Regions from separate parts of the Mus musculus genome. Here regions 1, 3 and 4 are each linked to region 2. The links are chromatin contacts, called in public Hi-C and promoter capture Hi-C maps. All regions are on one chromosome and are shown on one strand. The core of a region is the stretch at or near the end of the contact, and the rest is flanking DNA. Distances in the headings are between cores, read along the strand shown. Region 1 has its middle 130 kb from the start of Cxcl12. Region 2 holds the start of Cxcl12 (chemokine (C-X-C motif) ligand 12). Region 3 has its middle 140 kb from the start of 2810048H02Rik. Region 4 has its middle 80 kb from the start of 6820426E19Rik.

Region 1 (5,436 bases), core at 1,395-3,894, 130 kb before region 2:
TCTGTGTAGAAGTTTACAGCTATCAGAAATAGATTCAAAATCGAAATATACTTCAAAACTTAAAAGCCAAATACAAGTCTTTCTATTCAAAACTCTGAAAGAATTCATCATTACCAGACTTGCATTAAGAAATAATTATCAACAGTAGAGGTGAAACTATCTCATAGGGGAAGAATATAAATAGAAGAGGGTAATGAAATAGAAAATACAGATTTATGATTAGATAAAAGTGAAAATGTAAAATGAAACTGTAAAGCAATGAAATCAAATAGTTGTTTATGAGCGAAATAAACACAAGTTAAAGTGCTGGCAAATACATAAAATTTATCCTTGGTATGTGAGTCAGAGCTTTGTATGTTTCAGTCTCTATGGAAACCACTAAAAATAGTGAAAAACTGTATTATGAAAAAGGTAATAGAAGAAAAACTGAATGATTTAAATTAAACTAAAATAAGGCATGGAAATAGGAAAATTTAAGCATATATTATTCATAAAAAATAGAAAAATAACAATAGTGAATGTTAAGTGAATTGTCTAGTCTACTTAAAACAACACTTGACATATTAAAAAAAAGAAACCTATGTACTGAAAATTTGGAGTGTACCATATGGAGTTTAAATATATCTCAATCATAAGTTTATGCAATATATATTCCATCAGTTCTATATGGGCTAAAGATTTAACTGAAACACCATAGTTTGTAGAAAATAATTAAATTTATTTTATCATAAAAATGAATTAGGAAGCATGTCCTTACCAGTATGCAAAAATTACTTTCCCTTGTGAATTTAATTGACTAGACACTCATGACTTTCACATTTGCAAACATTATATTTTTCAATGTAATGTAGAAATAGAGGAAATAAGGAGGTAAGGCATTTCATTCTAAATGGGCAAACTGTCTCCACACAGGCACTACAGCCAGAGAGCACAAGCAAAGGGTCGATGGTAAGCACCTTTGGGAACAGGACGGTAACCCAGGGAATGAGTGTTTGGTCTTCTAAGTCTCAGCCTTGAGACTTGTCATCTACTGTTCTAGTTGGTGGAGAAGCCAAGCAGTTACCTTTTCTTGTCTTAGCAATATCCTAGGCTTTCTGCCTAATTCCTGCTTTTCTTATTGCTTTTCAGTTAGGAGAAGAAGGGCAGTGTCTCCCCTTCGGAAGTGCCGTCACTTGCTACAGCACTTCAGTGCCCACCAACAAAGTGACAACCCTAAGAACACAGTGAAGTTAGGTTGCAATTACTCTTTCTGAAGAGGTGGCTCAGTGGTTAAAACCTGATGAAGTTAGGTTCCAATGAATCTTTCCAGGAGTCTGACATCTCAGTGGTTAAAAGCACACACTGCTCTCTCAGAGGACCCAGGTTTTGGCTCCCAGCATCCACATCAGGTGCCTCACAAGTTACTCTAGTTGAGAGGAACTGAGGCCCTCTTGTGTCTGTAAGCATCAGCTCGAACATGGTAAACATAAATTCAAGCAAATGCACACACATAGACAAATAAAAGATAAAAACACGAATTAGAGTAAAAATGGAATTAGAAATCCTACTAGTAACCTCCTCTGAGTGTGGAAAGATGCAAGAAGGAAGGCTAAAGGGAGAGGCGGTTTAGTGGGAACACAGATGCAGTTGGAAATGATTCGTAGTAGAGGTAGTATGGTTGGCATTTGATTAGATAGATAGATAGATAGATAGATAGATAGATAGATAGATAGATAGATAGATAGATAGACAGGCATGGTGGCTTTCCAACACAAAGAACTGGTGAATGGTTTAGGAGCATTTTTTTGGTCAGCCAACTAAACTGACATAGCAGAAAACTGCCTTCTAAATACCCAAGCCCATGGCCCTCAATTAAAGCTGTCCCAGACTTAATTAGTGCATCCTCTTCTAACTCTGAACAGAAGTGATTGCAGGAGCTCATGGCCTCCCAAGATGCAGAAAATATGGACTGTAGTGGGCCCTAAGCAAGTCACTTGTACCCCCCTTCTAAGGCTCAGGGAACTCTGTGGAAGAGGGTCAGGAAGTGCGGAAGGGCTTGACAGCAGGCTGCTACAACTATTGTATTCCTTAACTCACTCAGTGTAGTTACCTACTCTGGGCCCATGCAAGACTGTCCCTATCAATAGTCAGCCAAGGAGGGGGAGAGGCTCCTGAGTCTTGAAACTATCAGCTAACTATAGATTCTTGGAAAGGGAGAAATCACTGTGGACCTGCTGCTGAGCTGACCAGACTCCAACAGATAGCTCAAAACGCACAGTCACACAGATGGTTCTGGTTAATCTTGGTGGGTCACAAAATCAAATAGATATGAACATGAGTGAGAGATTTGTGAGCAGCGGTGAGTGTGAACAGGGGGATGGGATGTGAAGGAGTGTAGTGTATGTAATTTTGTAAAATCAGTAACAATAATAGTTGTTTTTTTTTAAAAAAAAAGAAGGAGGAGAAGGAGGACCAGTTATCTAGGCTTTTCCCTTGGGCACCTCCCTCCCCTTCTGCTTGTATATCTGTGGTTCTTAGACGCCTGCTCTAGAGAGAGCTAAACTCCCAAGCAGAGATTTACCATCACCTTAAAGGGAACCCGTGGCCCTGCTAGGACGGTTACTAATGATGTTAAGGGCCAAGGTCCCTCCCACAGAGCACAAGGCAACACTCAGAGCTGGCATCAATAAATACAGGGATTTAAAACACATGGTGGATGGGGTCAAGGCTACATCTTCATCCCAGCCAGAAACATTGCATAATGCTTTTCCAGCATTTGCGCTGACTCTGAAAAGTTACTGGCCAAGAGTGTCTGCTGTGCTGGTGGTCAGTGCTTGTCACCTTCAGGTTCTCAATGCCATAGGGCTCTAAGACAAACACAGCTTCACTGATGAGCTCCCAGGGATGGGTGGGAAAGGCCTGAGTCCCCAGAGAGCTCTGTTCACCTCACCCACATGGGTTCCACAAGGAATCCACTCTGACATTCTCACTAAAGCATCTCAGTCTAGATTCCTAACATCTGCCCAGCTGTGTGGTCACCATGACCTCTGGATGCCAGCCAGATGGGAAAGTGAAAGGCTACGTGACCTTAAGATAAACAAAGCAAGATGGAGGTAATAGCAAAATGAGGGCAAATATTTACCATAAGAGCTGCAGTTGAACTTTGCTCTTGGGTGGAGGTCCAAGTTTGCTAGCACAACCTGACCTTAGCAACCTTGCCCTCAGCTCCGTTTTGAGATTACTTGTGTTGCACAGGTTTCCCACCAGCTCATTCCGAATCAACAAGTGTTCTTGTAACCTCGGAGCTTGCTAGTTGGGGCTCCTCTATAGGAAGCCCAAGTGTTTACCTCGGGTAAGTTGGTAATAATTTTGCCTTTTCTGGTTTGGACAGAATCCATTTAGATGCTTTAGCTTTGATACTCATAATTTAGAAGGATGTGGCCAATGAGAATGGGTCAAGGACATTATAAACCTTGAGAGGCTCACACTATGAGCTGATACGCAGTACAGCCCATCTCTATGGCCACCATGTCTTGATTCATGCAACATGGAGCTCTAAGAACTATCATTAGAAAGGAAGGGGAGGGGAGAAGGAGATGGGGAGACACAAGGGGACAAGACAAAACCAGGGGGTGGTTGGTGGGGAAGGAGACAGACAGGCTGGAAGGCTAGAGAATTCAAAAGAGGAAAAGGAGGAGGAAGAGGAGAAGGAGGAGGAGTGCTTGTGAGATGGTAACCATTTCTCATGGATTATCATTTGTGATCACCCAGTCTTAAAAGTGAACAGTACTTTCCATATTTTCAAAGGGAAGAAAAACTCCATTTGGAGTTTTGAGTTTGGAGGGATTTGATAACTTCTCCCAAGGTGGTGCATCCGTGAATAGTGGGGCTGAGCTGGGCCCAGCAGGACAGCAGGACTCCAGAATCATATGCAATCCACGTGATTTTCCTATTGTCTGATTATGCAGGGTACCATAGTGAACAAATAGTTAATAATATGTAGACACCTTTAACTTATCGTCTATACCGAAAAGAGGAAGACTCAGTACTCAGAACCCTCAGCCAATAGGATTTTTTGTTCACTAGTTTTACTTTTGTTGTTGTTGTTGTAAACTTTCAGGATAGTATATAAGGCTACAAAAGAACACAGAATGTCCTTGCCAGAGGGAACAGTGGAGGAAGGAGAAACATGACCACACAATCCATGATTCTGGATATAAAAGTTAGAACTGGTGGAATAGGTATGTGAGAGGCTGAGGCAGGAGAGTCACAGATTGGCCAGCTTGGGCTACATAAGGAGTTCAAAGCCAGCCTACTTTGTGTAATTCTATCTAAAAAATAAAGAGGAAGGATTGGGATGTAGTTCCCTGCTTGCCTAACAAGCCTCGAGACCCTGAATTCACCCTGATCACTGGGGAGAAAAGATGACTTGAAACACATCTGAACAAAGATGACCAGGTAACCCAGTGTGGCCACCAAACACAGCCAGGCTAGCATGGTTCACTGCCATCCTAAGGAAGAATTAGAACCCTGGTGGACTTTTTTAGTTTTACTTTTATCTTCTGAATGGTTTACCTTTTGATGGGCTGTTTACAGAGGGAAGGGCAAAGTATTCGGTTTATAACTCGTTGGCCATCTATGTATTTATATAGCTGGAAGGCAGGCACCAATCCTGTGAGACTGGTCATGTTTACAGTGGGGTGAAAAGTCCAGGGCTGAGACCTTGGCTTCTGCCCTGAATCCTAGGGAGCAACAGGCTAAATCAGTGAACCTGGAAATCAGTGAACCTGGAGAGGGAAAGCCTGGGGGTACAGTGGAGAGGAGCAGGATGGGCAGGGAGGGTATAGAGGGTGTATGTTGTGTTGATGTGGCATTTAGGACAATTGGAATCACTGTGTAGAGGGCTGCTTGGACCATGAGGTAGGCCAAGTGAACAGCAAACAACCTTAGTAATGGGTGCCGATGAAGCTGTGATGGGTGAAGACTGACCCAAAGAAGAGAATGATGAAATAAGATAGGAACCTGTAGTTGGCCAACTACGGAGAGAAGCAGCCTTGAGGATGGAAGTAAAGTTAGACATCTATGGTGCTGAAGAGAGAGATGCCAGTGGATGCCAGCTACTTATTTCCTATCAGTTTCCTATAGGAACTAGTTTCTCTTTCTTCATCCTTGTTCCTGAGTAAGGCCTATTAGAGTCTCAGTGAGACATTCTGACCTGGAGTAGATCTGAAAAATATCCCAGGAGCCTCCATAAGGCCCACATACAAATGCTGCTATGCCATCTCAATTTCTTGTAGCCCAAGCAGGAAGGCTATTCCTCTTAAACAGAGGCTCTGAGAGGGCCCCAGACCTCAGATTTCTGTTTCCTCTCCAAGTTCCCCCAAGGCCATCAGCTCTGATTTTCTGAGTGGCCAAGGTCACTTTTCTTTTGGGAAAATTGAATAGGAAGAACAAAAC
Region 2 (5,934 bases), core at 1,100-3,599:
CCCCAACAACAGGGTTTTATCCTAGCTCTACTGAGCATCCCCAAATGTTTCAATTTATGGGTCTTTTCACCAAAGTTTAAAAGTATGACTGAGAATAGTTAGCCCCAGGATTTTAAGTTTGCTTATTTAGAGTTCCAGGAGACTTCTGGGTATTCTGAAGTTCACTGCCTTTGGGAAGCAGCTGGAGAAGTGGACCGAATTAAATATATGATGGGATTATCTTCTTCTGCAAGCATTATTTAGCTAAGGGATGCATGCCCCAGGAAGGGTAGTGTCTTTAGACTCTAAAGCATAGGAAAACCAGACTTCAGGTACAGACCAAAGTCTAATCCAGCTCTGCTGCCACCCTGGACTTGGGAATCTAGAGAGCTTGGCTTAGGGAACCAGGGGTCCATTCAATCTAACAAGCCTGGCAAGCCTGCTGCTCTGGGTTTAACCAAAGAAGCCTCCGGTGTCTACTATCTAGCTTCTGAGTTGGAGTAGCTGATGGGAAAAGACAGGAACCACAGCAAGGTTAGCCGTGCTGCAACTTGAGGGCTGTGTAAGATCAGAGGGCACACAGGCACTAGGAGGTAAAAAAGTTCATTCGGGCAGCACAATGGGGTCCTGCCTAGAGAACAGGTCTGATCCAGACACTGTCAACAATCCGACTCTTCCTAGGGTCAGAATATGTTGAGGGTGAGACAACTTTTACTCTGGATAATTGCACTCCAACCTTGAGGACCTGAGTCCTACATTCTTGCCCCATACCTAACTTGCCAGAGGCTGTGACCCTTGCAACATCACCAGCTCATTCAATTATTAATGCCCAAATCAATGTGCTCCATGACGGGGCACTGGGGGACCAGTGGGAAGGCTCAGCCTCCCGGGTGTTCTCGGTAACAAAAAAAAAAAAAAAAAAAAAAAAAAAAATCGAAACTGCCTTTCATTTCTTTTTTTTTACTACTCCGATCAGCAACTGACTATTCTTTTACAGAACATTTCCCTCGGACTAGGCAACTCCAACCATTCCCGTACCCCGTTGTCACAGGGAAAGAACCCAAACGAACGAGTTGGTGTACTTGGGCAGCATTTAGAGCTCAGTCTCACCAAGAGCCCCGACTGTCCCTCAGTTCTCTCCAGGAAACACCACTGCGGAGGAAGGCAGGGGATCGACTAGTAGGATTTTGTTTTGTGTTCAGAGGCAATGGTTTGTTTTGTTTTGCAGCAACGGTGTCTTGTAACAGCGCTGAGAGTTTTCTCTTCAGTGTCAAAAAAAGAAAACAAAATGAAAGCCCTTTCCCAGTGAAAGAAGACACCACCCTGGGTCTGGGAGACTGAACTCCGCTGCAGCTCTCATTCCAGAGCTGAGGACTCCGGGGCTGGCTACAAAAGCGCCCGTTTGCAGGTGTGTTTGGGGGTTGGGGAGAGGTGTGCATATAGCTTGGGTAACTGCTGAGCCTTTGTCTAGTGACCCGGGTAAGAAGAAAAAGGGGCAGTGAAGAGACGCGTGCTCAGGTCCGCGTCGCTACGGACCAACGAACTGTGCAGAAGCGCGGCCCTGGCTGGCAGCGCGAGTTCAAGAGCTGCGCTGCGCTGCTGGTGGCCCTGAGCCCCTCGAGGGTGCTGTAAGAGAACACGCTACACCCGCAGGGGACGAAACTCAGCCTCACCACTGAACCTATAGCCAAGCCATGCACTTCGAGCTACTTGACCGGTCTTTGAGAGTTTGCTGACACACGCACCACCCGAGTGAACCTCTTGCACGGTCAACTCCGGGACCGCGCTGCCCTTCGCCTCTGGAAACATCTGGGCGCCGGTAGACACTAGCTGAGTGCAGCTGGCGCGCTCCGGGGCCCAAGCCCCGGACACAATCGCCCACGCTTCCATTCCGCGCCGAACCCACTCTTGCCCAACAATCCTGCGGGTCCTCCCCTGCAGCCCTCTCTAGGTCCTATGGCCGCACTTCGCAGAGCACAAAACCTCGGTGCGACCCGTGGGACACGGGAAAGGGCACCCGGTGGGAGTGCGCCCTGCAAAGTGGACTGCCCCAAGTTCGCTTGTAGTGAACGGCGCCGACCGAGTTCTTTCTCCGCGACTTCGGCGCGGGCAGAGGAACCGCGGACCCGAAGGAGCTCCGGCGCAGAGCTGCGAGCCTTTCCCGGGCCCGGCCGCGGATTGCACTCACCGTCACTGATGCAGAGCGCGGCCAGCACCAGGGCCAGCACGGCGACGACCTTGGCGTCCATGGCGTGGGCGGGAGGGCGCGCCGGAGGCTGCAGAGCTGGACAGCAAGAGGACACCGAGGTGGACCGAGAGTGAAAGTGCGGCAGCGGGAGGCGAGCGCTGGGCGCTTTAGAGGCGAAAACCAGGCGGGGCGGGGCGGGGCTCATCAAGGGGCGGGCCTGGAGTGTGGCTGGGGTCTCTGACGCGCATCCCCTGCGGAGCAGCCGCCCTTCCAGTTCCCTACCTACCCACCCCCTTCTTGGCGCCCTCAGTGTCCGCGGCTCCGCTGGGTGCTGAGACCTTTGATCTTCCCAGTCCCCAACTTGGGCGGGCTCTTTGGACCTGAATTGTAAAGAGGCTGGGTCGTAGAGCTTAATGCTCCCATCCTGCAGATAGAGAAACTAAGGGGCTGTCAAAGGCACAAGCCGTGAAATAAGAACCTGAGAGACGAAACAGTCTGTTTCGCCGCATCCAAAAGTTGCCAGAGTACCCTTTCTTTCGTGCCAGGAACTTAAGCTGACCCACCTCATGTCCAGGGTGTCTGTGCCGCAGTGGACTGCTAGGCTTAGGGCAACGTGGACCAATCTACAGTTAGAATAACTTGGATTCCCAGCCAAAGTCTCACTACAGTCATTCCCGGGAAGATGCATTCTAACGTAGGGCTGCGCTACCGAGCAAAGAGACCAAACAGGTCTCCCAGAGATACTCAGTATCGTGAATTTTCTTTGCCACCTCCCCTCTGTACCCCTATTCTCTCGACTGGGGGTGGGTGGATGGTACGAATAGTGGGTGGGTGATTACAACTCTCACCCTGCAGAATGGAAACGGAGGAGAAATGACTGGGTCTCACTCCCGCGAAACGTCCTGATTCTCTGTGCTTGGTTTTAATGTGTGTTCAGTTAATGGAAGCTGGAAACAACTTCTTAAACTTCAGTGTTTCCTGCCTTTCCAGAAGAAAGTCCAGTGTTCTAAAAAGGACCAAAGAGTTCCCTAAGGCCCCGCTCCCTAAAACCCTGCTTCAGAAAGTGGTCATTGGCGCTTTACAAATAGACCCATTGGTGTTCAGCCCTGCCAATAGATCGTTGTGTTCCACTCTGGTCAACCAAAACAACCCCAACCCGGGTGTGGGGAGACACGGGGGAGGGGGCAGACTGAATCTTGGAGGGCTAGAGGCTTTGGGCAGCGTCCTTTGGACCTTCCACTGCCACAGGCAGTGTTGGCCATGCTTCGACCACTTTTCCCACATAGCCAATTAGCGATTTGGATTCTGTTATCATGTTCACCCAAGGGAGTGCACAACAGAGACTTGCCTCTGTCTCAGGGCAATCTGGGAATCATATTTGTGAAGCAGTGGCCAGGACCTTTGGGCCTGGGGCTCCACCTAGGGACTAAAGAAGGGTGGAGAAGGTCAAGAGGAAAATGTTCCAGCCATGAGAGTATCTTAAACAATTCCGCTAAGCACTTTGCATCCATTCATTTGTCAGACACACTTTAGGGACTCAGCTTCAAATCTGGAACCGCGCCGACCTGGTCCCTGTGTTTAAAAAGTAGCATTTCAGAGAAGGCAGCCATCCATTTCTACCGGCTTTTGCGCTATCCTGAGCGTTCAGTATGCTAAACTCTGAACTTGCTGGCCCTGTTGTACTGCAGGATCGGCAGAGGCTAGGCTCCGGCGCCCTCTGGTGGTCTTATCTCCCATGCTCCAGTAATCCGAGATCAAGCGCTTGGGATACCTGATGCCTGTAAAACAGTAAAACAGTAAAAAAAAAAAAAAAAAAAAAAAAAAAAAAAAAAAGACCAGATGCTCCTAGGCAAAAGCTCTGAGCACAAAAACTTGTCTGATGCTCCCATTCAGTACATCTCTGAGGCAAGGCAAACCTCTCCTGTAAGTTTGTCCAAAGCAGGTAGGTGTCCAGATCTCTTGGTGTTTGCTATGAAATCGGGAGAGAGGGACCCACTCACAGCCAAGGAGTGAGGGTGGGGGGAGGGGTGTCCTGTGCAGGCTAAGAGCAAAGCAGAGGCCAACAAAGACTCTGGCAGACTGAGGCTCCAGAACAGAAGCCGATGCGGGCCACATCTGTCCCTACCCTCCAACAAGCATTCACTAAAATACGTTCAGTAGGTCCTCCTACGATGAGCTAGGCATGCACTAAGAGTTCGAAATATTTAAGAGAAAAAAATCCCGGGGTAGGGAAAGAAGGAGATGTTGAGCAACATAAAAGCCAGCCATCTAACATAAGTCACATAAAACATAAAACGCCAGTGAGTGGAGCCACCGCAGTAAGCGCTTAGGATTCAAATAGGGTGGCCAAGGACCTGGATTTTAGATTTTAAAAAAGAAAAAAGAAAACTCTACGATTTTACACTTGGTGAATGATTTTTATTTAAAACCATGTCCACTTTAGAAGACTCCACAAAGAAAGAGATGCGGGGTGGGGTGGGGTCGTGGGGGTTGGTCATAAGCCTTTTGAATTTTCTCTATGCTCAACCAAAGAAGTATCTCCCAAGCTTGGGGCTACCTTTGTTTATGCAACAATCTCTGCTCGGTTTCACCCAGTTCCTCTGTGGGAAGCCTTGTTTCAGGGAAGGCACACAGGCAGCTCACGTCTCTGTCAAGTCTGCAGGTCTCCTCCACACAGCAAGGGAACAATGGGGGGTGGGGGTGGGGGGGAGGCTGCTGCTCATTGGTCACTATCCCTTGGCCACTACTCCTTGGCTTGTGGTGTAGACTATCCAGAAATCAAGATGGGAGCCTGGAGGCTGACTTTAGAGTTACAAAACAGGCATGTCTGCACGGCCAGCCTCTGGGTCCCTGGTGCAAGCATCTGCCCCTTACCCCTCTGCTTGGCAGCTCCCTGCAAAGTTCACTGGCTAGCCTTCCCAGGTTGGCTTCTCAGGGCACAGTCCTCATTTGCAGTGTAACTGCTAAGATAACTTCTGTTGTCTCTTTCTGAAAGCAATATTATTATGGTCTTTTAAAAAAAGACAGCAATAGTGCACAGCAAGCAGTTGCATCGTGATACTTGCATGCATGCATGTAATGCATCTTGAGGACAGACACTTGCATGTGTGCATGTAATAGGCCTTGATGATATTCACCTTCCTATTAGTTTTATCCCCTCTTCTTCTCCTCACTTCCTCCTCCTTCTTCCGCATGCCCTGTAGTGTCGTGGCTTCCTTTTCTTCTTTTCCCTATATTCCGCATATGAGCGGAAACAGGCAATGCTCATTTTTTATGAGATTGAACGTATGTTCCCTTGCCAATGACATGGTTTCACCTGTCTTTATGGCTGAGTATAACTCCGTTGTGCATATAAACCAGATTACCCACTCATCCATTGGTGGCATCTAAGCTATTTCCATAATTTGGTGGTACAAATATTCCATAATAAAATGAGCCCAGGAAGCACTGGTTTTAGATGTAGATTTATGCATTTTTAAAGTAATATAAAAATATGACCCATACAACAGTTCAAATATCAAGACTGGTCCTATTTTTATATATGATTTTAGTTTTACAAAGCGAGTTGATTTATGCTAACATATGATAAAATGATCTAGGTGGCTGGGGACAGCAAACCTTGAAAATAATATAAAAAGTCCAGAAGTCTTATATTGCACACTGTCTTAGCCAGGCTCTCCATTTAAAGTGAACTATTTGGCTTCAAAGTGGTGAAATGTAAAATTGAAAAGGAAGTCCTCATCGTCCTCACTTATACCTGACTAGGC
Region 3 (6,115 bases), core at 1,789-4,288, 160 kb after region 2:
CTTTCTAAGAAGAACACATGGTTTTCAATGTCTTGTGAAAACAAAAAGTCAAGGCCCTTGTTCTAAAGATATCACGCAAACAGCAGAAGAGCATTAAAATTCCCAAGGTTGGATGCCCATGAAGCCAGCCTGTGACCCTGCTGTTGTATGTTTTGATTTTTATTCCCTGGAGGATGCCAAGAAATGTGAGCTAAATGAAATGCTTAAAACATAAACAATATTACTCAGAGCTTCAATTTTTTTTTTTGACAAAAGAACACAACTCTTTGGTTGGCAGGCACACGATTGTATGACAGTGCTTCTCCGAAGGTTTTTTAGTCTCTGTGTCTCAGCCTCCTGCTCTGTAGAGTTGCTATAACAACTGTACCTGTTTCGTGGAGTTCGTACCGGGGTATAATAAATTACCATAGGTAAAGGGCTCAGGACTGTTTTTGGCATGAAGAATGCTTTGCAAAAGTTTGGGATGTTCTTTGAAAATGTTTCTGATTTTAGTGTTTAATCATCATTAAAGTATTTCCATATGTAGCTATGTTTTATGACAAGACATTGAAGCATGAATCAGAAAAAAAATCCCAAGCAAATTAGAAAATGACATAGATTCTACTTTGGGCACATAAGAAAAATAAGTAAGTAAGTAAGTAAGTAAGTAAATAAATAAATAAATAGCGTGGGAACCACAGTGGCATGCCTACACAAATTGACTCATTGATGGATCTGAGTATTTCTTCTTTCAAATAGTATTGACTTTTGCCTACTGATTTCCAGGGAGTTGGAAAGGTGTGTGTAGTGAGGCCATTAGTGGAGCCTGCAAGGTCTGAGCAACTGCAGAAGGTGGAGGGTGGACATTACAACCATTGCTTGTGCACCGAAGCATCTGCTTAGGAAGCAACGGATTCTCTATCTGAACAGAGCCATGACAGTGACAGTGTGCACTGAGGTCATTGCTACCCAGTGGATCCAAGGGCAGATGTCAGATGTCACCAGAGCCAGGGAAGCAGGTTACCTGGCTTTCAAGGCTTGTTTCCTGCTCTAGGGCTTGATTCTGTATCTACCACTGAATTGAAATGTCTAGTTTAACCACTATTACCTTCACATGAGAACTAATTTTGAGAACCTATTAGGAGGCTACCCATGAAATTTTACTTTTTAAAAGATTTATTGTTATCATTTTTAACTATTCGTAGGCAGGTTTGTCTGCATTTGGTGTGTTGATGTTCACATGAATGCCGGTGTCTTCAGAGGCAGCAGATTCCCTGGAGCTCGAGTTGTTGCCTATTGTGAGCCACCTGGCATGGGTACTAAGAAATGATCTCTGGTCCTTTGGAAGATCACCGAGCTCTTGACAGCTGCAACAGCACTCCTGCACCCATGGTATTTTGCATTTTTATCACAGAATGTAAGCCTGTGATGACAAGGTGTGTTGTCAGAGGCCATCCTCTGTGACCCTGGCATTTTATTCCAGTACACCACAGGCTGAAGCACAAGGACCAAACTTTCAAAGCCAGCTTGACTGGTGTAGTGGTATCCTGTCTTAAGCGCCCAACACCCTCCAAAGAATGAGGTTATAGTTTGATATATATGTTTTACTGAATAATGGCTGAGTTGTTTTGTGGGTTTTTTTTCCCAGCAGATACCAATTATTTGGTTCTAATTGTGCACGGAGAATTTCTCCTAAAGAAATTAATTTGTACAAGCCAGGGAGGAAGGGACCCAATTTTCTTGTCAGTGATGGATGGTTTCTGCTGTGGGCTTGTACCCTTGCTCTCAACTCCCTCAGAGTTCCCACACTGGCTTTAAACTCCATCAGTTCAGTTTTCTGTGGATAATTTGATATGAACCTGCAGTTGGCTTTTGGAATGGTTTCCAGCCCAATTCATGGTGATTGGTAGAGTTTGCTCATATGTGGCTCTGGGAGTCAGGCAACACCCCCTCATCCCCACTCCACCCCAGTCATGCAGAGAGAGATGAAGTGTGAAAATTCAGGTTCTTGGGACACAGGCAGTTCTGTGTATCAACATCTGAGATCATGTGGTAAGTGTTCTTGCCTGAATAGCTGATATCAAGCCCATTGGAGTGGGGTCACAAAAACTCTGCAGAAAAGCCTCTAATACCAAGCCCTTGTGAGTGTTGGGATTTGTACTTCTTGGAAGTCACAACTGGTTGGCAATTGTTGCTGTTTCTGATCAGATCGATTTGGACAGTAGTTAGGAAAAATCCATTTGAGAGTGGCTCCATCGCTGTCCTGCCAAATGCCTATGGGATTAAATAGCTGCAAAAATGTCTGTCTACATACACAAGAGATAAGCGTCCTATAACCATTATAGTATGCATCCCATTTTCAGTTATCTTTGACAGAACCATGGCATAGCTAGCACAAGTTATTTATGTTTGCACTTAGGTCGTAACAGGCAGGCAGACTTCTGTGCTCAGGAAAAGACAAGCAATTGGGAGCCAGTCTCAGTCTGATCTCTCGCTCAGCACTTCCCGGCTTTATGATCGAAATTGGCACTATGGCTTATTCATGTGTAAAATAACGATACCAGTGCATTTCACATGGTGTCTTGTGTGTTCAAAGTCATCAAGAGTAAAGCTTTAATTTTGATGAAGCCTAATTTATCCTATTTCCCTCATGGTTTGTGTTTCTCTGTTTTGTTCAGGACCTTTTCTTCACAATATGGGATCACAAAGGTTTTTGCGTATTTTTCTAGAATTTTGCATGTATAGGTTTTATCTTTAAGCCTACCAATTCCCACTGATCTCCCCATGTGTTACAAGGAATTATGAGTTTGCTTTGTTTCATGAGATTGCTATCCTAACATCATTTGTTAACACTACTTTAATTTCTCAGTTAATTATCCTAAATTTTGTTAGAAAGTCAATTGAAGGTTTTTGGGCCCTGTTATCTAAGTGTTCATCTAAATCCATGCTGTCAAAATAGCTGGAGAATTAAAGTGTTCAGATTGCCCAGCGTGAGTCATCGACTTGGCTTTTCACAAGACATTGTTAAGAAGAAAAGCTGAGCCACAGATGAGGAGATAATATCTGCAGGGCGCACATGCGTCATTGCTTTCCATCTTCCCCTGACTTCTTCTGTCAGCCTCAGCACTGAGGCCTTAATCTTTGGCACAGTGATTGGAGACCCCAGAGGGAGTCCAAGGCCCTTGTATCGTTATCACCATCCAAAAAGTATTGTTTTGCTTCTTCGGACAACCAGGCTAAAGGTCTGATCATTTTAATGATGGCTGTGGATGGATGGTTTATGTGTATTTATCTTCACAAATTAATCTGAAAACATCCCATCTGCAATTTAGCCAGTCCTTGCTGGAAATGTCATTTCTCATCCTTTACATCTATGTTTTGTGTGTGTCTGATTCTTAGCTCATCCAATTTTTAAAGCCTTTTGAAAAAAACAATATTTAGTGACATAAAATTCCTCTTGGATCCATATTCTCCATGCTAATATTTCCTAAACACTTTCTGGTACCCACCCTGGCTTCTTTCACCACTGTCTCATGTTGCTTTCTGTTGCTATAATAAAGCACAGTCATAGTACATCAGACGGACCGGACGTCAGGGCAGGAACTCAAGACAGGAACTGAAGCAGAGGCCATGAAGGATCAATACTGACCCCTTACCCATGACTTTCCCAGTTTCCTTTCTAACCTTTGAGCCCATACCAACTGCCCACACGGTGGTGGTACCCAGGGAGCTGGGCCCTCCCACAGTAGCCATCAGTCAATCAATGCTCTGTGGGCAATGTGATGGAGGAACTTTCTCAACTGAGGTACCTCTGCCCAGGAATCTCTAGGAAAAAACAACCAAGGCAGCACCATTCATACGATATGCTCACCTTTTTCCAAATACATGAATTCTTTGTGGTTGATCTCTTTTTGCCATTTCTATCTAAACTAATTACATAGTATCTGATATCAAACCTTTAAATTTATTTTTAGAAGTTTCTCAATGGTCTGCCATGTAATTAATTTCTAAACTCATGTGTTTTTTAAAATTGTATACAATTTTCTTTTGTAAATCCAATAGATCTTTCAGATTATAAGTGTGTCAGTCATGTTTTAATCTTCTGTAAATTATATGCATGTCAGCATACATAGATCCATGTTCATTGTTACCAGTCAGGGAGTGAGCAGCCATCCATACAACAAAATATTGCTTTACATCTATTCCATAAGTAATTATTTTAAAAGACAGAGCAGACTACAATTCCATAGAATCTTTGCTTTATTTTAAACTTGGGGAGCCATTTTCCATTACTATAGTAAAATTAAAAATAATTAAAAAAAACTGTACAATACTCTTAAAACAGGAAAAGGTTTAATTTGGCTCAGTGATCAGAGATTTCAGTTCAAGGTCATCTGGTCCTATTGGCTTGTGGTTTGTATTGGGGCAAGATATTGGGCAGGGAAGTTCATGGTTGAGGGGCTGCCCCATCTCAGGGATGCTAGGAACCAAAGAGAAAGCACAAGGCAATCGGTCATCCCTCATTCTTCCTAATGGCACAATGTCCTCTTCTAGCCTCTATTCCACAAAGGATCTGCCATTGCTCAGTCGTGCTGTGGGTGGAGAGTCAAGTCTCGGTGCATGGCCCTTCCACTGTATTTGAAAGGCAAACAATAATACTCACTTGACTGCTAGAGTTAAATGTTCATGTGTCTTTTACCCCCAATGTCACCTTTTGTGTATCTGTAGGCATGTTTTCCCCACACTGGAAAGTTTATAACAGTGCTGTTCACAGAGATTCTGAAAAAATCCACATGGTTATCAACAGATGAGCACACAAATAAACTCTAGTGTTTACATAATGAAATCTGAACAGACAGAAGAGATGTGCTACCATAAGCCAAAATAATATTTAATTTTTATAATTAAATATAATAGTAAGCCTGGGAGATTATATGCAACATCATACCACTTAAGTTCAAAAATGTAAATATACAATATGGCTTTTAAAAAACTCATAGAGATTTCATAAACCCACAGTTGGCAACCCTTATTGACACATTCCATCTCTGTGTACATAATTACCTGGCTGAACCCTGGAAACCGATGGAACGCTTGTATCACTTATATCATATGGCCCCTTCTGGCTTACTATGGGTTCTGCAATTGTTTTTCCCTTGGGATACTGAGGGAAGGATGGTTGTAGCAATGGGAGAGTGAGGCAGCCAGGGCCTCAGAGCTCTGCTTCCTCCTGCTGGCAGGGGCTCCCTGGAAGGGATGCACACACACATCAGGAAGGGCTTTTGCTCACTGTGGGACCAGGCTGCTCCTGCGTCTGCGTATATCATTCACTTCCTGCTATCCTTTAGTTACTTTATCTCCACCCTTGCTGAAGTCAAGTCTTTGCTTTAAAATTTCATCTTCCTAGGTATTTAGGAAGGATTTACATTTTGGGTGACACATTTCCCACAGTATAAAAAGATCTCAGAAATCTCAAAGTAAAAGAATGCTTATTCAGAAAAAGGGGCTTGAAATCACAGATTCTTGTTAGACATCAAGCTTGCCACTCCTCTATGACATGATCAATGCCAAGGTGATTTAAGGATTTTAAACATGTCCGCAATGTTCTCAAAACATGTAAAGCAAAAAGTTATAGAATTTGGGGAATAGGAAATATCATCAACATAGCACTAACTTCAAAATACTTCTCTTGATTATCATCATAGCAAGGAAATAAAAGTATTTCAAAAGTATTGAAGCTAAAACCAACTCAGTTGGATTTGTATGCAGTATTTGAGAATTTACATATTCTCAAGCATTCAAGAAGTGTGACAGAATATGGTTTGGCCCAGTCTCATAAATCCAGCTCCAATAAACTCCACAACACAAGTATTGTGGAATTCATGTTTATTGACCATTGACCATAGTTAGAGCCAAGATCAAATATTCAAACATAGGGACTTTGCACATTTTGCAATGAAAAAATTCTAATAGCAGAATTGTAGTAATAAATGATAGTAGAATTGGAAAATTCCTAGACTATATGATGATATATTCTGTATGCCAGCCTTTAGAGATGTGATAAGAGGAACTATTTGAGGAAAAACATGTGCCCTCGAATAGGTGCCAAAATAAAGAAGAAAAGGTAAAAGTTGAC
Region 4 (5,813 bases), core at 695-3,194, 250 kb before region 2:
CAATCCCCCTTTCTCTCTCTCTTTTACACACAGACACAAACACTAAATCAATCAGTCAATCAGTCAATCAATCAATCAATCAATCAATGATTCAATGAGTAAGATGTGTTTTCATACATTCTTTCTTCCTTGTGTGCTTGTATGTGCACATACATGCCATGACCCATACGTGGAGGTCTGAAGACAATTTGAGGGAGTTGGTTCCCTCCTCCTTTGTGGACCCTGGGTATTGAACTCAGATCATCAGCCATAGCACTAACCTACTTTTATTCTAGGACATCCCCCTGGTTCCAGAAACCGTGATTTAAGAAAAAGAGATTAGGAGAGTAAGGTCTATTGGGGATGGCCTGTCCCTTGTCATCAGCTTTGTGCCCACTGTTATAAGGGAGCAGCAGTGGTGGGGAAGGGGAGGGAAAGCGTCTTGTGAGGGAGAAGCCATTTCCATTGTCCTGCCTTCAGATGGAAAATGCCGTAAGTAAGGAGGGCAGGCAGAGGCTGCACAGCTTGGCAGAGGCTGTTTAGGAAAAGGCTCTTTTCTCCTGGTAAACTCTGGCTGCTTTTGTAGTAGTTTTACTTTTATTCCCTTTAATATTTTTAATCTTTATGTTATATGACTTAGGGCTCAAAGAACGGGACCTGAGTTATGTGTGGTCCAGGGCGGAGACTTGACGTTCTCAATTTATAATCCAAAAGGATCATAAAATTCCTATCCAGCAGGAGGCCTTCTAGTAAAGAACAAAGATGTAATACTGTTTCCTCCCTTTGAGTTCATCCAGATGGGCCTGGCAGTTACCTGGACAGGAAAATACCCCCAGGAAGCTGTTGCCAAAGACTTCAGGAATGCCCTAACCTTAGCCTTAAATGTTTGGGTGAGCACAAGGGTTTCTCTGGTCACTGCAAACCCTCACCTTTGAGGGTGTTCTTCTATGTAGTGTTCTCTCGGGTCACTACTGTCTTCTCTCTCTGGGTAGTGTCTCAAATTGCTTGTGAATAAACCTTCCTTTCTTTCCACTCTGAGCTCTGTATCTCGTATGGATTCTTTCAGTGCAGGTCACAGCTCTGGAGAGCTGAAGGGAAGCCAGGGCAAAAGCCAGGTGGCAGCACTTTGGTGACACTGATGAGAAAAGCAGTTCGGAAAGGCTTGGATCCACCAAGGTCTGCATGAAATGCTTTCCCCAGAAATTCAGCCTTTACAAATGATGATGCTTACTCCTGTCTCCAACTGAGACAAGAGAATAGGATGGACACGGACGGATACACACACATAGAGGGGGTAGGGGGAGAGAAATCACACACACACACACACACACACACACACGGGGGGGGGGAGGGGAGAAACTCAGACACACACACAGACACACACACAGACACACACACACAGACACACACACAGACACACACACACACACACACACACACACACACACACACACACTTTGGTTTTAATCAAGATAGAATTTCTCTGTGTAGCTCTTCCTGTCCTGTTTGTTACTCACTCAGTAGACCAGGCTGGCCTCGAACTCAGAGATCCACCTATCTCTGCCTCTCAAGTGCTGGGATTAAAAACGCACACGACCATGGCCCATTTCTAAAGAAGACATGTTCTGGGTACCAGCAGTACAAGTTGACCACACCTGGGAGGAAAGGGCTGGAGGACCCCCATGCAGCTGAGGCATCTCTTCAGATTGGGGCCTCACATCCTCCCACTTCAGCTGAAGACAGTTACTTTTAAACCTCTACTTGGTGAAGCAGTGTCGTGACTATTTGGACTTTGTTTTGGACTCTTGAGAAAGTCTGACCCGAGGTAAGATTCTCCCCTGTCGGTACTCTTAGTTTTGTCAGCTTCTTTGAGCTGACAGGTTATTTTTGAATTGTTTCAATGCCTGCTGCTTAGAGAAGGGTTTTATCTCCCAGAGTTATTCTGAGGTACAGAGGTTCCATTGAACTAATTGGGTTGTTATGGACACAGTAGCGAGCAGTCAAGGTCCATTCAAGGAAAACTCATTCCTTCTGGCTAAGGAGGTGCAGTTTACAGTCTGGTTGGAGACATTCCAGTTGGGCAGGGTCAGAGGCTAGCTAAAGGATATCCCCTCAAGAAGGCAAGCCTTCTTAGGAAGGCAGGTTCACCTTGAGTTCCTCTACAGAGATAGGCAGAGTAATTGCCCTTTAATGAGATGGGCTGCTGTTCTCTCCCAGAATTCCCACTTCCCTATCACAGACACACAGCTTCTCAAGCCTGCTTAGTGTTCTGAGTTACTCAAAACTTGTAACGTTTGCTCTTTGCCATTCTCTGTTCTAAAAGTGCATTCCCCAGCACCCTGGGCATCCTTACTCTTTCTCTGAAGCCCCTCCTAGCCATGCCATGCCTGCCATGTGGCTGCCCTTGGGCTGCCTTAACTCACAGCCTTCTCCTCCTTCCTTTTCTCCATTCCTCCTTTCCAGGAAGCTGCCAAGAGCTACCACTCGACAGCCCTGGATTTTTCCTTTTAAACTCAAACAAATTCGTCCCAGAGCTTCCTTTGAGTCTGTTGTTAAATTCTTTTCATAATGAGGCCAAGAACCTCAAGAAGGAAACTTGGATTTTTCTTGCGTCATCTGGCAAAGGAAATGGAACACCCCCAAAACTTTAGACAACTTTATGCCATTTGTATGACAGCTCTTATCAGTTTGGCAGCTCCTTTGAGCAAATTTGGAGTTTTAAATTCTATGGGCGTGCGCTGTAGGATAGAGGTTAAGTCCTTGGAGTTCCATTGAAAGACTAGAAACAGACAACCAAGAATGCTGAAGAGATCTCTATTATGGCTGTGGAAAATACCATGTGCACACTGTCATGGTCGCTTACAGAAACTCCAGCTGACTAGTCCTCTAAAGGTATCATGACTTCTAAAGCAGCATGGGCTTAATCTCCTAGAGTTTCTAAAAATAACTGACTGACAAATCTCTTCAGCTCATTTTTACATTTTTTTTGAGCTTATATTGCACTAAAAATTGCTATCTTTGGCATGCCAAGTTTAAATGTGCATGAACATCAATGTATGTTCTGTGTGAATGTGGGTGTTTTGAGAGCTGATGCTGGAACTACATTAATATGTTTGAGCCGTGGTCTCTGGTTTTTCCTTTATGCCTCTGAAAAAGCAACTAGCTAATATGGAGGACTTCAACTAGTTATATAAGGCATATGTCATTCAGGCTTAACTAATGGCAACTAATTGAAGTGTATATTTTAAGCTTTGATACTGATTGAATGGTTTGAGTCTGGTGCTTCCAAATGTTAATACTGAGGAAAAGAAGCTCGTTACAGAATTTATATGAAATAGCTGATTTATCAGAGGTAACAGATAAGTGATTTCTAAGCAATAACTAATATTTTGGAGAAGTAATAATCATCTAAAATATTTCACCAATAATACAGTTTGTTTATATAGAACAATATTAATGGGAGACATGAAATAAGAGTTATGTTAAGTTACAAAATCCTGGGATGACTAGAGACATGTTGACAAGGATGTTTTTCCAGAACAGATCTTTACAGATTAAATTTTAATCTTTTTTTTAAATAGTCATGGGTAACAAGAAATAAAGGCAAAGCATACTTTTGTTAAATGCCTAGAAAACTTCCAAACTTTTTTTGGAGAGAAAATTTAAAATATAAACTTAAAAGATTAGCTTTAGGATCAATCTGTATGGAGAGATTTGTGAATTCTGGGCTTTGGTCCACATGAAATATGCATGTAATTTTTTAGTGTTGAGATGGGCAAATTTTGCTATTGGAATATTTTCTTGTAGATAATACTTTTTTTCTTATAAATAATGTTATGAGAGTGGATTTTACTTATTTGGATGCATTTCTATGTAGTATAAGCATGTGGAGGGAGTGCTGGACTGTATATGTGAGTGTGTACTTAACTTACATGTGTTTGTGTGTAGTGTATCATGTAGGGGGAGTAGAGTGCTGGACTGTGTATGTGAGTGTGTACCTACTTACATGTGTTTGTGTGTAGTATATCATGTAGGGGGAGTGTTGGACTGTGTATGTGAGTGTGTACCTACTTACATGTGTTTGTGTGTAGTATATACATGTGTATGAGGCATGGTGTATGTGAATGTGAAAGTTAGGGGTTAATTTCAGGTGACTTCTTCTATATCTCTCCACCTTGTATTTTGTGTGTGTGTGTGTTTTAATTTTTTCTAATAATTTATTTATTTATTATTCACTTTATATCCTGATTACAGCCCCCTGCCATCCCAGTCCCACCTTTACAAATCCCTTCCCATTACCCTCTTCCCTTCTCCTCAAAGAAGGGTAGCTCCCCCTTGGGTACCACCCCACCCTGGGACATTTAGTCCCAGTGGGACTGGACACTGAGGCCCAACCAGGCAGCCCAGATCGGGGACAGAGCAATGGCGGGAAATAGAGGCCAAGACAGCCCTGCTCCACTTGTTAGGGATGCAATGAAGACCATGCTGCACATTTGCTACAAACGTGTAGGGTGTCTAGGTCCAGCTCCTGCATGCTCTCTGTTCAGTATAAATGGGAAGAGAAATTAAGGAAATAGCATCCTTCACAATAGCCACAAATAATATAACATATCTTGGTGTAACTCTAACAGACGAGCAAGTGAAAGACCTGTATGACAAGACCTTCAAGTCTCTGAAGAAAGAAATTGAGGAAGATATCAGAAGGTGGAAAGATCTCACTTCCTAATGGATTAACATAGTGAAAATGGCCATCTTACCAAAAGCAATCGAAAGATTCAATGCAATTCCCACCAAAATTCCAATATAATCCTTTACTTACCTTGAAAAAGCATTGTCCAACTTCATATGAAAAAACAAAAAACTCAGAATAGTTAAAAGAATCCTGATCTCCATCCCTGATCTCAAGCTGTATTATAGAGCAATAGTAATAAAAACTGCATGGTATTGGTAAAGGAACAGACAAGTTGATCAATGGAATCAAATAGAAGATCCTGAAATACACCCATACACCTACAGACACTTGATTTTTTGACGAAGAAGGTAAAATCATAAAATGGAAAAAAGAAAACATCTTCAACAAACTGTGCTGGTCTAACTGGATGTCTGCTTGTAGAAGAATGAAAATAGATCCATATTTATCACCTCTCACAAAGCTCCATGAACCTGGAGCCCATATTTATTAGATCTTCTGGCTGCCAGCAATCCCAAGCAGCCTACTTGTCTCTGTCCCCCACAACAAAAGTGACAGGCATGCATGTGAGAGCCTGCCTGGCATGTCTGGGTGTTATGATCAAACGTCAGGGTTGTACTACAAATGCTCTTATTTCCGAACCATTTTTCCCAGGTCTTATCAGGCGTTTGACTATGTAGAAAATTCTCTGAATAAAGTCAAGATTCATTAAGTATTTGTTTATATTATAGTCTGTTAAATGACCACTTAAGCCACCATTTTGAGGCAATCTTCGTACATTTAATAATACCCACGGGTCTGTGACTATAAATGTTTAGAGGTGTATGTCTAAAGCTTATACATTACATAAAAGTTTGCAGAATTAAAGACATGTTTAACACACGCAAAGTGATTGATAAGGGCTCTGTTTTATACAATGTATGTTACATCTGGACTGTCATATAAAATGCCACTTTCAGTCAGTACCATGGAGGTGTAATGCCCGGCATTGGGGTAATCTTGCTATTTGAAGCTCTGTTCTGCATCTCTTAGCCTTGACGAAATAACAATTTTATTACTGTTCATATAAGGTGCAGTTGAACAACAGAAATGCCTCTCCTTTTAGTCAATAGCACTGGTTTTATTCTCTAGATTTGAAAGAGTT

The links. Promoter capture Hi-C pulls out the DNA fragments that hold promoters and counts their contacts. Hi-C and Micro-C count contacts between places; a contact is called where the count stands out from the background.
Region 1: a contact with region 2 is called in a Hi-C map of liver, with 5 times the contacts expected there. The contact joins the enhancer-like site here to the promoter of Cxcl12 in region 2. A contact is called at or near these places in 10 of 39 promoter capture datasets (the 3T3-L1 cell line, the C10 cell line, cranial neural crest and 6 more), 1 of 15 datasets of contacts at CTCF or cohesin (pro-B cells), 16 of 484 Hi-C or Micro-C datasets (the Patski cell line, cerebellar granule neurons, embryonic fibroblasts and 4 more), 7 of 115 datasets of contacts at active chromatin or transcription factors (craniofacial prominence, embryonic stem cells, liver and 1 more) and 3 of 9 other capture datasets (adipose tissue, embryonic stem cells and liver).
Region 3: a Hi-C map of uterus shows a contact between it and region 2, with 5 times the contacts expected there. The contact joins the enhancer-like site here to the promoter of Cxcl12 in region 2. A contact is called at or near these places in 1 of 39 promoter capture datasets (the 3T3-L1 cell line), 4 of 484 Hi-C or Micro-C datasets (nephron progenitors and uterus) and 1 of 115 datasets of contacts at active chromatin or transcription factors (craniofacial prominence).
Region 4: a contact with region 2 is called in a promoter capture Hi-C map of hippocampal neurons, with 10 times the contacts expected there. The contact joins the enhancer-like site here to the promoter of Cxcl12 in region 2. A contact is called at or near these places in 17 of 39 promoter capture datasets (the 3T3-L1 cell line, the C10 cell line, cranial neural crest and 7 more), 1 of 15 datasets of contacts at CTCF or cohesin (large pre-B cells), 30 of 484 Hi-C or Micro-C datasets (the HL-1 cell line, the MC3T3-E1 cell line, the STO cell line and 14 more), 14 of 115 datasets of contacts at active chromatin or transcription factors (bone marrow-derived macrophages, cardiomyocytes, craniofacial prominence and 6 more) and 3 of 9 other capture datasets (adipose tissue, embryonic stem cells and liver).

What each region holds. Positions count from the first base shown.
Region 1 is chr6:117,297,344-117,302,779 of GRCm38.p6, reverse strand. No RefSeq gene overlaps it. Among named protein-coding and RNA genes, the nearest start is that of Cxcl12, 130 kb to the right of the region's middle. Within about 2 kb of position 2,644, at least 15 of the 459 cell types and tissues checked have an H3K27ac peak or open chromatin away from gene starts, as enhancers often do. A contact at or near this core is called in liver and uterus, where this site is marked.
Region 2 is chr6:117,164,950-117,170,883 of GRCm38.p6, reverse strand. Cxcl12 (chemokine (C-X-C motif) ligand 12) reads right to left here and starts at 2,349. Exons shown (of 3, transcript NM_021704.3): 1 at 2,168-2,349. The coding sequence starts at 2,228.
Region 3 is chr6:117,009,709-117,015,823 of GRCm38.p6, reverse strand. No RefSeq gene overlaps it. Among named protein-coding and RNA genes, the nearest start is that of 2810048H02Rik, 140 kb to the left of the region's middle. Within about 2 kb of position 3,038, at least 6 of the 459 cell types and tissues checked have an H3K27ac peak or open chromatin away from gene starts, as enhancers often do. A contact at or near this core is called in uterus, where this site is marked.
Region 4 is chr6:117,411,937-117,417,749 of GRCm38.p6, reverse strand. No RefSeq gene overlaps it. Among named protein-coding and RNA genes, the nearest start is that of 6820426E19Rik, 80 kb to the left of the region's middle. Within about 2 kb of position 1,944, at least 7 of the 459 cell types and tissues checked have an H3K27ac peak or open chromatin away from gene starts, as enhancers often do.